Linked DNA regions of Drosophila melanogaster: region 2 is linked to region 1. A link is a contact called in public ChIA-PET data. All regions are on one chromosome and are shown on one strand. Each heading gives the region's core, a stretch centred on a gene start, on an enhancer-like site or on the middle of the called end of the contact. The rest is flanking DNA. Distances are from core to core; before and after follow the strand shown.

Region 1 (7,047 bases), core at 2,451-4,950:
AAAAAAACTTTTTCAATATGAGCCAAACGGAAAGACAGCGGCTAATGGTGGCGAGGGATGCGGGGCTGTGTAAACGCTACTTTTCGGAGCGAATAACAGTGGGATGGCCACAAAAGTGATCAAAGATCAATAATGAAGATGGCAACTTTATAAGTAAGTTCAAAATTTAATTAGATGATATTGGAGGGCTGGCGTTTCAAAAATGCAACAGCAAAGTGTGTAAAAGCTTCAATATGCTGTTGCATACATTTAGCTATCTTTATTTATGATTAAAAACAATGAAATAGAAAAGAGCATTTGTAAAATATGTATCGGTTAAACATAAGATTCCAAGCTTCTTTCGCCTTGCACAAGATACAGAAAGCCTTATTTTTTACTGCATATCAATCGTTTTAGCCCACTGTCATCCCGTCCTGCATCCTAAGACCCACTGTTATGGCCCCTGGGTTGTCTGTGACAACAAGGAGACACATATTTATTTTCTTGTCCCATTTAAAAACTTTATTTATTGACGCTGATAGGAATCTAGTCAGCTATCTGTGCGTTTTAGTTGCACCGCCTGCTCCCTTTTCCCCATGGCCACGCCCCCTAACCCCTCTTCCACCAAATGGGGGCAGGCCTTATACCTGATTCTAAATTTGTACTTATCTTTTTCTGTTGTATTGTATTGTGTGTCGTATTTTTTGCATGTTTGCAGCCCGAGCAATAAAATCAAAGACCAACTACGGAGCCAAACACTTTGTAAAAGACAAACAAAAACCCCAAAGATAAACACTGGCCAAAAAAGTGACCACAAAGCCCCAAAAATGGTGGACCAGGAATTCTGTGTGTGTGTGGGAGGAGGGGGGGGGGCTGGGTGGTATGCAGGCGTGTGAATCTACAGAATCCTCGATGAGTGAGTGGAATCGACAAAGGAGTTCACATTCATCGATGTCACCAATAAAGCGAAAGACTGTCCTAACACAAATAAATAGGACTACAGCAAACAATGGACACTGGGAGAAAAAGTTTGTTGATCTCACGAACAAGAGCTTAAGTGTTTAGTAATATAAAAGAGAAAGTGCATCTGAAGTGCCCAGGGTATTAATTCAACTCTACAGGTGTCCAAAAGAATGCAGCTCAACTCTATTGTTGCATCTTTTTCTTTAATTATAATGTCAATATTTAAAAAATTTTCCCTCTCACTTTGCTTATTCACTTTTGGTGACAAAGTTCCCTGGACTTTTCGCGTGGTGCATGACCTGGGGAAGAGCGGATCTGGATATTGCCCAGCTGGTGAGGATTGCAGAGCCGTCATAATCTAAAAATCTTGCCGCCGGCCGGTCGGCCTGGCAAACAAACAAACAAACAAACGGACCAACGAAAAGCCGTTTGGACTTTGCGCCCCATTCGAAAGCACAAATGACAAAAGGCCGGACGGTCCTGAACCACAGCTCCATCCAGTCACCAAACATCCATCCAACCCCCGCCCCCCCCCCCCCCCTTTATCAGACCGAAAAGCCCCAACCCCCCTAAGCGCCCACTCTGTGAAAACTCTGCGAAAACGACAATGCAATTTTCATTACGCACTTGCCAATATTAAGCCAAAGTTTAGCACTGTCTGGCCGCCCACCCATACAAACAAACAGAGCGGCACAAAAACGCAGAGGTGCACTGAGAAAATTTGGTTATATAATAGATAATGGACTTGCTTGTGTTTTTACTAGAGAATTAAAATGTATGCAAGACATATGGAATATTTTTAAGAGTGTAGGTCTGCATTTTTTATTCAAAACTTTTTAGACTTGCTTACACATTCAGTAGAAAACCGTGCTCAAATTATCAATTTTTTTACTTACCATACAATTGATGTAAATTGGCAAATTCTCTCAGTGTACCCACATACACAGCGTTGTCATGTCGTGGTCGTGGGCTTTGTGGTTGTTGCAGCCACGCCTACTGCCAAGGTAATAAAGCAAAAGTTCTGATCCAGCTTGGGTGCCCCATCTTCCATGCTCCTGCCAATTTCCAAGCCAAGGCGCCGATAAGCCTCCGACCAGAAGTAGTTTGGCCTGGATGCGGATGTGGCTGCGGATGTGGAAGTGGATCCGCATCAACAAAGGAAGCGGAAATGAGCCGACCAGCTGTCTTTCGTTGCACGACAAAGGCCGTAGGTGTTGCATTCGTAGAGTCAAAGGTTCAAACGTAAGTACATCCTAATCATACGGATAATTGAACAAATACAACGAATTATACAGTTACAGGGTAAAATTAAATCTGAAAGTAAAATTTAGGTGTATTTATTATTATAAACATAATTGATATAATGTTTGATTAGAAAAACATGCTTTTATGATTTATTCATTTATGCATTCAATTTAATGGCGATTTTAGCTCATATTTACAATAAACCTTTTATGCCTTCCAACGATTAGGTGTGAGCATTGTGATTAAGCCCATATCCCAGCACCCTCGTGAGAAGCCGAATAATTAAGGTATATATTTCGATACGGTTTCGACCGTTGCCACGCCCCTGCGCTCATACGCCCACCCGACCACACATGCCCCATACAAGCTAATTATACGCGCCTCCAAATAAAAACAAACAAAAGCGCGTGGACGCCGATTATGAAGGCAAAAGCCGAAGGGAACCGAAAGTGAAACGCTTATCAGAAAGGTGCAGGCAAAATGCAGAAAATATTGGAGTAGGCAGTGGGGAATATCGGGGAATTTGGTGGGCTATATGTATATGTATACGTATGGGGTGCTCATGGTGATGAGGCAGGGGGGGGGGGAAGCTATAATGAAGCCATCGTCGTCGGCATGACCATCATCCGCTCGGCGTAATTACGCGCCCCCTTCGAAAATTGATGATTTTCATTAACGACTAGTTAATAACTTAGCCAGCGCGAGAACGAGAGAGTTGGAGGATTGAAGATCGGAGATTTCGAGGCGTCTTTATTATCGATAGCCATCCGAAAGGTAAACAACACAAGGTGAATAAGGAGAATAAGAGCCAGAAGAACGGAATGATGTCTTCTCTTCTGCTTCGGTCTCGAAATTCTCAATATTTGGCTGATTTGTAGCCGCTGATTAAATTGGAAAACATCGATTCGTATTATTGGATTTTCGGTGTGTTTTCCAAACTTTGAATTCGTTTCGGTCTGGCAATAATATTGAGTTGTGGTTTTCTTAAGATTTTCCCAACTTTTCTTTATCGATCTATTTGAATAATGAACGATAAGTTTTGTGAAAATAGATTTGTGTTCGGGTTTCTTAGCGCTACTTAAATTTAAAAACGATTAATTGATGTATGCATATATATGTATACATAGCTTTTAAGGCAATTTCTGTTGAGAAAAGCAGTTATCTCCCCATAAAGTGGACAAAATGTTTGGATTTGCTGTGTGGCCCCGTTTGTGCGGCCAAGTCAACAAAAACAAGCGACGGCAAACAAAACAGTGGCTATTTGCCGACAAACCGGCAACAAAATGTGTCGCCGAGTGGCAATAAAAGTAAAATAATTGCAGCGCCAGCAAAGCAACAAATGTTGCGACCGAACTGCGCAACTCTCAAATGTGACTGAGAGCAAGATGAGTCTGAACAAAGACAGAGAGAGAGAGAGAGCGGTTTGTTGTTGTTGTGGCAGCGCAGCATCAGCAACATAATGGAGCAACATGTTGCGGGCAGCGATCTCAAGCGCGGTCACCACAAACTCACACACACACACAGTCACCCACACGCATACACGCACGTGCAGACGACACCTCGCGGGAAACCGAAAAACCGAAAAAACGAGCGACGAACGAAAACGAACACACAGTCGCCTGTGGACAAGCAGCCCGACTTGACGTTACGAACCGAACGCCGCCGAACGAACGGCGATTTGAACGACGCGATTTGAGATTTTGTATTGGAGATTTGCGATTTGCGAATTCGAGTGGCTGGAGTTTTGAGACGCGACGCGCGCTTCAAAAACGCCTGCGCAAACAGCTGCCAAAGCGGCGATTTCGAATTTTTTTGAGTGTTCAAGTCTGTTAACTTCAAAACTATTGGCGCGATTGACGAATTTTTTGTTTAGTGCGACTCTGGTGACTTTTCAAACTATTGAAAATCACAGAATTTGGAGTTCTTGTTCAAATTCTAAAATTTTTGAACGGTTTTGAAAATTGCAAGGTATTTTTATTTGTGATTTGCCAAGACAATTAAATACCAAAAAATTAGTGATTTCCAAAACTACAGAACAGTTTTAAATTTATAATTTTGAAACTACGTAATCTTACATTATCCAGTGCGTTTTTTTTTAAACTAAAAAAAACTGAAGATTTCGTTTTGTTTTGAGTGATTAAAAAAAAACCAACAATACAATACTGGCGAGTTAAGCAAGCCACTAAAATTGCAAACATGATCCGTGGAATCTTGCTCCTGCTGCTGGGAACCACCAGGTTCAGCCCCATCCAGTGCATCTCCAATGACGTGTACTTCAAGATGTTTTCGCAACAGGCGCCGCCGGAGGATCCGTGCTACAATAAAGCGCACGAGCCACGCGCCTGCATTCCGGACTTTGTGAACGCCGCCTACGATGCTCCAGTGGTGGCCAGTTCCACGTGCGGATCGTCGGGTGCGCAGCGATATTGCGAGTACCAGGATCACGAGCGCTCCTGCCACACCTGCGACATGACGGATCCGTTGCGCAGCTTTCCAGCCCGCTCGCTGACCGATTTGAATAACTCGAATAATGTGACCTGCTGGCGCAGTGAGCCGGTGACCGGAAGTGGGGACAACGTAACCTTGACCCTCTCGCTGGGCAAGAAGTTCGAGCTGACCTATGTGATCCTACAGCTGTGCCCGCATGCTCCGCGTCCCGATTCGATGGTGATCTACAAGAGCACCGATCACGGGCTCAGTTGGCAGCCATTCCAGTTCTTTAGCTCCCAGTGCCGCCGGCTTTTCGGACGTCCCGCCCGCCAATCCACTGGACGCCACAATGAGCACGAGGCCCGCTGCAGCGATGTCACCAGGCCACTGGTCTCCAGAATTGCCTTCAGCACACTGGAGGGACGCCCATCGTCACGGGATCTGGACTCATCGCCGGTGCTGCAGGACTGGGTGACGGCCACCGATATCCGGGTGGTGTTCCATCGCCTTCAACGCCCCGATCCGCAGGCCCTGCTCTCATTGGAAGCCGGAGGAGCAACGGATTTGGCCAGCGGCAAGTACAGTGTGCCCCTGGCCAATGGACCCGCTGGCAATAATATTGAGGCGAATCTCGGTGGGGATGTGGCAACATCCGGCAGTGGATTGCACTATGCCATCTCTGACTTTTCGGTGGGCGGACGGTGCAAGTGCAATGGACACGCCTCCAAGTGTTCCACGGACGCCAGTGGGCAGCTGAACTGCGAGTGCAGCCACAATACCGCTGGAAGGGATTGCGAACGCTGCAAGCCATTCCACTTCGATCGTCCATGGGCCAGAGCCACCGCCAAGGAAGCCAATGAGTGCAAAGGTGAGTCAGCAAACCATTTTCTATTTAATATATTAATTGCGATTCATCTGAATGGGAGTAACTGGATATAAGTGAAATTAAAAAATATTTTAGCACCTGCACTTTTGAATAGATATTAAATGTAAAATGCAAAATTGCAGAAAAAAAGAAGAAAACAATTTAAAATATTTGTATAAACAGGGTTTAAAATCCAAAAGAACGCTGCTCAATACCAAGGGCATGTTAGTAGTTTGGAATAAATAATTCAGCTCTAGGAATATTCTATAAACAAAGAACCGATTTCAGTTCACAATTTTTGTTTATTTATTGGTAATGGAAGGAGAGTCACAACATAAACATTTTCGGTGGGCTTGATGCAGGTACATACCTGCCTTAATTTATACAAATACAATATTTAAACAAAAATAACTCAATATTATGAAATTCTACATTTTATGTTGACTTGAGAGTCGCATGTTATAATGCGTTTTTTAATTAGTTATTATTTCCTATCATAATCACGTCTAAACACTTCTAAAATGTGGTAGTCCCACTATTTTTATCGACAACACACCTCTGGGAAAACTATAGGATTAGGCTTGGTTTTATTGGCCAATATTATTGAGAGGGCTTATGACAATACTCGAGGGATCTTACCTGACCCTCGGAGGCTCTTTTACCTAAACTTCTGCTGTGCGGAATATCCCGGCCAGCAGATTTTAACGGGACACATCCTACCTAGGCTGAAGTCAATCAACTCCCCCAAGAAAAAAAAGGGAAAACATTCCCGGCAAAAGGGGAAATATCGATGCGAAATTATGTTACCTTCGGGGCGAGTAACCCCCAAGGACATTCTGCTCCTGGCCAGCCAGCCAGGCAGCCAGCTCAATCTATTGGACAAACATATCGGGACACAAAGTTAAAATACAGAAAGTAAGGACGTGGTCGGTGGAGTGCAGCAGGGTTGCAAATGTTAATCTGGAGCTGGGGAACGGGACTGGCGACAACTCCATTAGAATTCAATTTTCGAGGCAGTCGCGTGTGTTTGGTCTTCATCTTAGCTCGGCACAGGGTTGCTCTTTTGCTTGCCAAGGATAAGAAGAATGCTGCAGGAGGAACAGGGAATCTGGAATCGAAAATATGAAGGAAAAACCCAAAGGCATAACTGTTTGTGCTGCGGATTTGGCTTAGCCATAATTGAACAACTCGATGGACACGTGTAGAGCGTTATGGGGGGAGGTATGCGCATACAATAATATCCGTAGGTAAGTGAGACCCAATCAAGTAGCAACTCTTGGGCCAACCCTCGCCACCGAGGCGAAATCGAGACGTTACCTTTGGCCAGGCTAAACAAGCAAACAAACAAACAAACAAACAACAGCACAAACATTCAATCAGGACACAATGGCGAGACTTCGAGGGCGATATTCCGCGTCCAATGTCCGGATTGCCAAATCCCGAATCCAGAATCCAGAAACCCCGGGATAAACCCTCGCAATTAACCCTCTAAAAACTCGCTGAGCTCGAACAATAAGCGCGAATTTAAGCGAAATTAATTTGATAAGCATTTTCAACAAGAGCGA
Region 2 (7,729 bases), core at 2,248-4,747, 170 kb before region 1:
ACCTCGTCGTCCGATGAGCCCAAGCGCAAGGTGACCTGCACGACGATATTCCAGGACGATAGCAGTGCATCCAGCGGCGGTGGCCAGCAGATGAGCCGCAAGCAGAGCCTCAGCCAGTGGTTGTCCCGCTCGAATAGCTTCAAGGGCAGCGGACGTCGCCAGAGCCTCGATCTGCTAATCGATGCCGGCGACAAGGTGAAGGATGTGTTTAGCTACGGCTTCCAGAAGGTGGGACGCAGCCTGGAGCGACGCAACAGCGAATCGGAGATGTCCGGCGATTGTGCAGCCGAAGGTGATGCACTGCTCGGCGGCACAACGGACGCACTGGCGCTGAGCGGTGGCGGAGCATCCGGCGGAACCGGCAGTGCAACCGGTGCAGCAGGTTCCGGTTCAGGATCTGGCGGCGGTGCCGGTGATTTTTTCCTCTTCAGCAGGTCAGTAGACGGTAATGGGGCAAAGGGTGGCGGTCGTAGTCTGCTCAACTCGCTGCACAGCCGCCTTGCCAAGCTCATTTGAACTCAGAACTCAGAAATCGGATTTCGATTCCGAAACCGAATTTGAATTTGAATTTGAATTTGAATTTCGAAAAAATATATGTATACCCGAACCGAAACAGCGATGATCAGCGCAATTTTTGCACCCATCTAATCCAACCAACCAACCAACTACAAAAATGAACCACCAACCAACCAACTGCAAAATTTATAAAATAGTACTCAATTTACTAATTACTAATATGAACGAATTGGCTGCTTTGATTTGGTCTCTGCTTTTGCTACTTTCAATCTCACAAAAATATATCTTTCAAAAAAAAACTAACTGCAACAACTACAACAACAACAGCAACAACAAGAACAACAACAACAACAACAAAAGCACGAACGCACACTCGCTTTAACCTCAAATTCTGTATGTACTGCTCAAAACGCAAAAACCAAAATCGAGAAATATCTGTTGTGTTTTTGTTTCTAAACGTTACCTTTTTCCCACTCATTAATCGCTTTGAATCGCTATTGCCTTCTCCCTCTAAGCCGAGTCATCTTCATATCGCTATCCCTGTCTAATTGAATGTACCTACGTTGAATAGCCTGTACTCTAGTTTTCAAAATTACCACTTTTGAGTTTAGTTGAATTTGAAAGTTATCTTAGGGGATCTGCCCATGAACTTAAATCTTATTATTTCAATTGAAAACTTTTTAATAAGAGTCTTTTGAAATTAGTTTTCCAAGTCTGTGAAGTATATTATACTATAATGGATCATAAGTATATAAAGGTATACACAAAGTGTATTATTTGCCAATTTGTATTATTTTCTTCATTGTTTTTAAATGAACTTGTAGAACTTGGAGTACCGGTTATCTGTAAGTCGGATAACATCGACTTTTTTTTGTTTAAGTGTTGTAATTGCTTACCTGTCCTATCACCCACTGTATATCATATGTGTACCCAATTATCTATCTATCGAATCTCAGTTCTGTGTTTTTCGTTCAGTTTTAACTATGCAAAGCTATTACATACAAAACTAACTAACTTTGCAGATCTTCAGAGCCAAAAGAGTTACTGTCCGATGAGCAGGTTGAGAATTTACTATTAAATCACTTGGTGGATGAGAATGGTGCCATTATAGTGGAGGAACTCAAATCGCCAACAACAACCACAAGCATGTACCACACACACCAACATCAACAGCAACAGCAACAACAACAACAGAATCAGCAGCAGAAGCAACAACAAAAGCAACACCACCAGGCACTAAACGTGGTTGGAGCCTTGCTGTTTTGAGCCGACAGCGAAATACCCTACACTTAGAAAAAAAAATCAACACCAAAACCGCCTCACCATCACACACACACACACACACACACATGAATGCGGTGATGGGAAAAGTCACTTTTAAATGAATAATTGCAATATAGTTCATAGATAATGATCGAAAGTGCCACAAGAAGTATTTAAAGTTTCAAAACTATGCACTATTTTTGAGCATTTTTGTAACGGAATTTTCGAAAGTACCTTTCTTCAATTTAGAAAACTCTTGTTTGGCCGCTGACACAACTTCCCCCATCACTGCACGCATACAAATATGAAAATTATGGCAAAATTTTACTCTATGAGTATTAGGGCATACTTACGATCGATCCAAAAAATCCAATTAGTCAAAAGCGTAGCGTACATATCATTCAAATACAAAAAGACATCAATCCCAGGTGGATCGAAATGGATGCGAGATGATGGATGAGCCAGCAGGAATCTTTTTAAATCCACACCAACGCACTCAGGCACGTGTGGCAAACTATGTTCTAATCCTAAATAAATGATGTGCAATAATTTAGTTTATGTAGTGGCATATACATAATTAAGAAAGTTACATTTTATGCTGTTTACAAAAAGCAAATAACTAAATGCTAGTCAACAAAAACGAAATCAGTTTAATAGTTTTAGTGTGTACGAGCTAAATATTCGGCAAAATGATTTACAAGAAACCCACAAAAATACATAAGAGTGTACAAATAATGGTAAATGTGGTGTGCACTGAAAGAAAACGAGGAGTGCGTTGACAATTCGCACCAAAAGCCGAATCAGCAATATTACTTTATGGAGACATTTGAAATACAAGCGACTTGCAAATTGTCCGCGAATTCTTCGGTTTTCTTCTGTTTGCGCCACTGAGTGTTAAATAATTGCATATATAAATACCTGCATAAAATTATATGAAGTGTATTATACAAAACTGAATGTTTCATTTCGAAAACTGGGCAGTTAGTGAATAAAATGGGGCTGCCATTTTTAATTGGTAACTATAAAGCTTTAGTTTCATTCTTTGTTATAATACGTAAAAAATCAACTTTAAAATTGACTAGTTTGTGTTATGTTATTAAATAATATAGCATTGCCTTTTAACGGTTTTCTATTTTAGAAATTTCATTTGACCACCATTCTTCAGCCTTTTGGTATTTTCTAGTTTAGTATTTCCTACCAAATAAAAAACTTATTCTATGATTATGCCCATTAATTTTTACTCAAATCCCATTTAAAATTTTTGATTAATTGGTGTATATTTTAACTTAATATTAAAAACTATATTCAAAATCAATAAGTAATCTATAATAACACAGTACCTAGAAAACCAGCTGATTGCTGATAATATGTAAGACATGGCGATAGACTTTTGAAAGCTTTTGCATTTCAACTTTTATTCGCCATACAAGTTGCATATAAGTGAACATGTACGCATTAAGATCAGGAACTTTAAAAACCACAACGTTCGATCTCCATCTATCAATTTGAAATTGGTATATATTGTAAATAACGCTGATAATAGGATTTAAAATCACACCAGCTGATATACGATATATCGATTGGGCTATCGCAAGCAGTGGCGCCCCATCTCTACGATAGTGCTTTCGCTGCACGCCGACGAACGCTTCGTGCAACTTCGTGCAGCTTCGTGCCACTCGGTTCGCAGTGGTTCGCTACGAACCGCCGACGGACGCTTTAGTTTGGCTGCAACGCTTTGCTGAGAACAGACCAAATCCGAAGCGAGCGGAGCCGAAGAGAAACCGAACAAACCAAACAAACCAAGCCAAACAATCCGAAGAAATCGCGTCGTGAGTTGTGTGGAAGGAAAAGCGGTTAAATAACGCGGCGATCTTAACTGTTGTTCTTCTTTTTTTTTTTCGGTGCTGGTGTATTTGCACATTCTACTTTTTTTTTCGTTCTATAAAGTGCCACTTTGTGTGTCTCGCTGGTCGTTTGTTTTCTTTTTGTCGTGGGAAATGCGCGCGCGCATTTAAGAAGTGGCAGGAAAACTCCAAACGCAGCTGGTAAAGATTCAAGTTTTCCAAAAAAAAAAAAAAAATAATAATAAAAGAAAACCAACAAGAAAAACCGAAAACCCAAAAAACAACAAAAAACACGAATGCATTGCCAGCAGATGATAAAGAAGGAGAGCAAGAAGAAGAGCGCACCGCGACGCCTTCTGCTGTTGTGGTTGTTGTTGCCGTTCTTGGCCGTGTTTGTTGTTGTCGTTGTTGCCGCTTTTATCTGCATTGTCTTGCGTCTTAACTCGTTTCGCTTTGGCCTTTTCGGCTCTCCTCTCTCCCCGTTTTCCACACTCCCCCACTCTTCTCATCATGCCAATGCGTGTGTGTGTGTGTGTGTGTGTGTGTGCCGTCCATGGATGCGCTTTGCCACTGGCTTTTCCCTCTCTTCTCCACGTTCCTCTGTCTCTTTGCCACACACACGCCTTTTTTCGGCTTACGGCGGCGGCAGCAGCGGCAACAACAACAACAACAAGCTGCCGCAAAAAATCGATAACGGTATTGGCAGCGGCGGCAGCACAAGAAAACGGCAACAACTTCCGCTTCCCCAAAAGTTGCAAAATGTCACCTGCCCCAAGGATTAGATAATCAAAAAGGGCACGCGAAGAGAGAGAGCAAAGAAAAGCAATAACCAAGGGAGAGAGAGAGAGAGAGAGTGTGTGGGAGTGGGCTTAGGCTTGGGCTTGCCACGCCCCCCGCCTTAAAGCGTGGCTGTCACAATTCTTGTTTTAATTAAGAGCCAAACATTCAATTACAACTCGCTTGCTCTCTCACTCGCTCCCTATCGCTGTCTCATTCGCACCCTCTTACTCTCCGCTCAGCCATCTATGCATCTTGGACCTACAACAACAATAATAACAACAACAACAACAAGAGATACAGAACAAGGAGGCAAAAAAGTAACAGAAGAAGAAGAAGCAGCAGCAGTCAACTTGCAACACAATCGTTGTTGCTTTTTGGGTAAGTGTTTTCCTTTGACGAAATTCAGTTTGAGATACTAAGATACTTTTGCATCTCTGAAGTACATATATACGTAGTTATGGATAAGATACACATGAAATCGGGAGAAGGTTGAAACGTTTTTATTCATTTTAATATTTAATACAAATTAGAATATGAGTAAAGTAAATATTATATTTTCTCAATACATGTATATAAAATTTAATATTTTATTGAAAAGAAAGAAAGAAAGAAAGAAAGCAAAAATAGAATGAAAAATATAATCGAAAATCCTATTTAAATAACATGAATATTATTATATATGTAGAACTGAAATTTTATCCAAAAAAGGAAAATAAAATTAATATTAGTACTAACTACTTATAGCGTTTTTCATAAACAATTATTATCTTTAAATTGTTGTTTAACTAGATTCCAGTTGGATATAACACAAATCCGTCAACTTTAACTGCTGATCGTTATTAGCTTACTTTTTATTGTTTCGATAAAAAGTAAGACTTTTAGTTTATGACCAATCATTTTTACGATGATCATACATTTATGGCTATTAATAACAACTACTTAACTGTGTATTTGACTAACTAATGACTTGACTAGATAATTGTAGCTTCTAAGCCAGTTTAAATGGCTTCTATTCATAGATTTTCACTAGGGATTTCGAATTATTTAGCTCATTTATTATCTGAATCATTAGGGCGATGGCTATAAATAATTGCAACCCTTTTAACAAATTGCCTTTAATATTATAGTTTTAAATTGTGTGTGCTGCAGCAGCTGACACATGTGTTTTCTTTTCGCCCCGCCGACTTTTCATATTTGTGTTTGTTGGAATATACTATTCAACCTACAAAAATAACGTTAAACAACACTACTTTATATTTGATATGAATGGCCACACCTTTTATGCCATAAAACATATTGTAAGAGAATACCACTCTTTTTATTCCTTCTTTCCTTCTTGTACGTTTTTTGCTGTGAGTAGGTCGTGGTGCTGGTGTTGCAGTTGAAATAACTTAAAATATAAATCATAAAACTCAAACATAAACTTGACTATTTATTTATTTATTAAGAAAGGAAATATAAATTATAAATTACAACAGGTTATGGGCCCAGTCCATGCCTAATAAACAATTAAATTGTGAATTAAAGATTGTGAAAATAAATTGTGAAATAGCATTTTTTTCACATTCTTGTGAAATAGCTTTTTTTTTCACATTCTTGTGAAATTATTTCCTTCTCAGAATTTGAGTGAAAAATGGACAAGGCTAAACGTAATATTAAGCCGTTTGATGGCGAGAAGTACGCGATTTGGAAATTTAGAATTAGGGCTCTTTTAGCCGAGCAAGATGTGCTTAAAGTAGTTGATGGTTTAATGCCTAACGAGGTAGATGACTCCTGGAAAAAGGCAGAGCGTTGTGCAAAAAGTACAATAATAGAGTACCTAAGCGACTCGTTTTTAAATTTCGCAACAAGCGACATTACGGCGCGTCAGATTCTTGAGAATTTGGACGCCGTTTATGAACGAAAAAGTTTGGCGTCGCAACTGGCGCTGCGAAAACGTTTGCTTTCTCTGAAGCTATCGAGTGAGATGTCACTATTAAGCCATTTTCATATTTTTGACGAACTTATAAGTGAATTGTTGGCAGCTGGTGCAAAAATAGAAGAGATGGATAAAATTTCTCATCTACTGATCACATTGCCTTCGTGTTACGATGGAATTATTACAGCGATAGAGACATTATCTGAAGAAAATTTGACATTGGCGTTTGTGAAAAATAGATTGCTGGATCAAGAAATTAAAATTAAAAATGACCACAACGATACAAGCAAGAAAGTTATGAACGCGATCGTGCACAACAATAATAACACTTATAAAAATAATTTGTTTAAAAATCGGGTAACTAAACCAAAGAAAATATTCAAGGGAAATTCAAAGTATAAAGTCAAGTGTCACCACTGTGGCAGAGAAGGCCACATTAAAAAAGATTGTTTCCATTATAAAAGAATATTAAATAATAAAAATAAAGAAAATGAAAAACAAGTTCAAACTGCAACATCACACGGCATTGCGTTTATGGTAAAAGAAGTGAATAATACTTCAGTGATGGACAACTGCGGGTTTGTCCTTGATTCTGGTGCTAGTGACCATCTTATAAATGATGAGTCGCTGTATACCGACAGTGTGGAGGTTGTGCCTCCACTTAAGATTGCAGTGGCCAAGCAAGGCGAATTTATTTATGCCACTAAGCGTGGTATTGTCCGACTACGGAATGACCATGAGATTACACTGGAGGATGTACTCTTTTGTAAGGAAGCTGCTGGTAATTTGATGTCCGTAAAGCGTCTCCAAGAGGCAGGAATGTCGATCGAATTTGACAAAAGCGGTGTAACCATTTCGAAAAATGGGTTAATGGTTGTCAAAAATTCAGGTATGTTAAACAATGTACCTGTGATCAATTTTCAAGCATATTCTATAAATGCTAAGCATAAAAATAATTTTCGTTTATGGCATGAGAGGTTTGGCCATATAAGCGATGGCAAATTATTAGAAATAAAACGAAAGAATATGTTTAGTGATCAAAGTCTTCTAAACAACTTAGAGTTATCATGTGAAATTTGTGAACCCTGTTTAAATGGTAAACAGGCAAGACTTCCTTTTAAACAATTGAAAGATAAGACCCATATTAAAAGACCACTTTTTGTAGTACACTCAGATGTCTGTGGGCCTATTACTCCAGTTACTTTAGATGATAAAAATTATTTTGTGATCTTTGTTGATCAGTTTACACATTATTGTGTAACTTATTTAATTAAATATAAATCTGATGTGTTTAGCATGTTTCAAGATTTTGTAGCCAAGAGTGAAGCTCATTTTAATTTAAAGGTTGTGTACTTATACATTGACAATGGTAGAGAATACTTGTCAAATGAGATGAGACAATTTTGTG

What was found. ChIA-PET counts read pairs in DNA pulled down with a chosen protein or histone mark.
Region 2: an RNA polymerase II ChIA-PET map of the Kc167 cell line shows a contact between it and region 1, with 10 times the contacts expected there. The contact joins the promoter of rut here to the promoter of NetA in region 1. A contact is called at or near these places in 3 of 107 Hi-C or Micro-C datasets (the Kc167 cell line, eye imaginal disc and wing imaginal disc) and 1 of 6 datasets of contacts at active chromatin or transcription factors (the Kc167 cell line).

The regions. Positions count from the first base shown.
Region 1 is chrX:14,650,581-14,657,627 of dm6, reverse strand. NetA (Netrin-A) reads left to right here and starts at 3,700. Exons shown (of 7, transcript NM_001298314.1): 1 at 3,700-5,485. The coding sequence starts at 4,384.
Region 2 is chrX:14,821,841-14,829,569 of dm6, reverse strand. It overlaps rut (rutabaga), which reads left to right and starts at 3,497. Exons shown (of 18, transcript NM_078601.4): 1 at 3,497-3,608; 2 at 4,643-4,781. It overlaps CG14408, which reads left to right. Exons shown (of 6, transcript NM_001298318.1): 5 at 1-434; 6 at 1,539-2,703. The coding sequence ends at 1,782.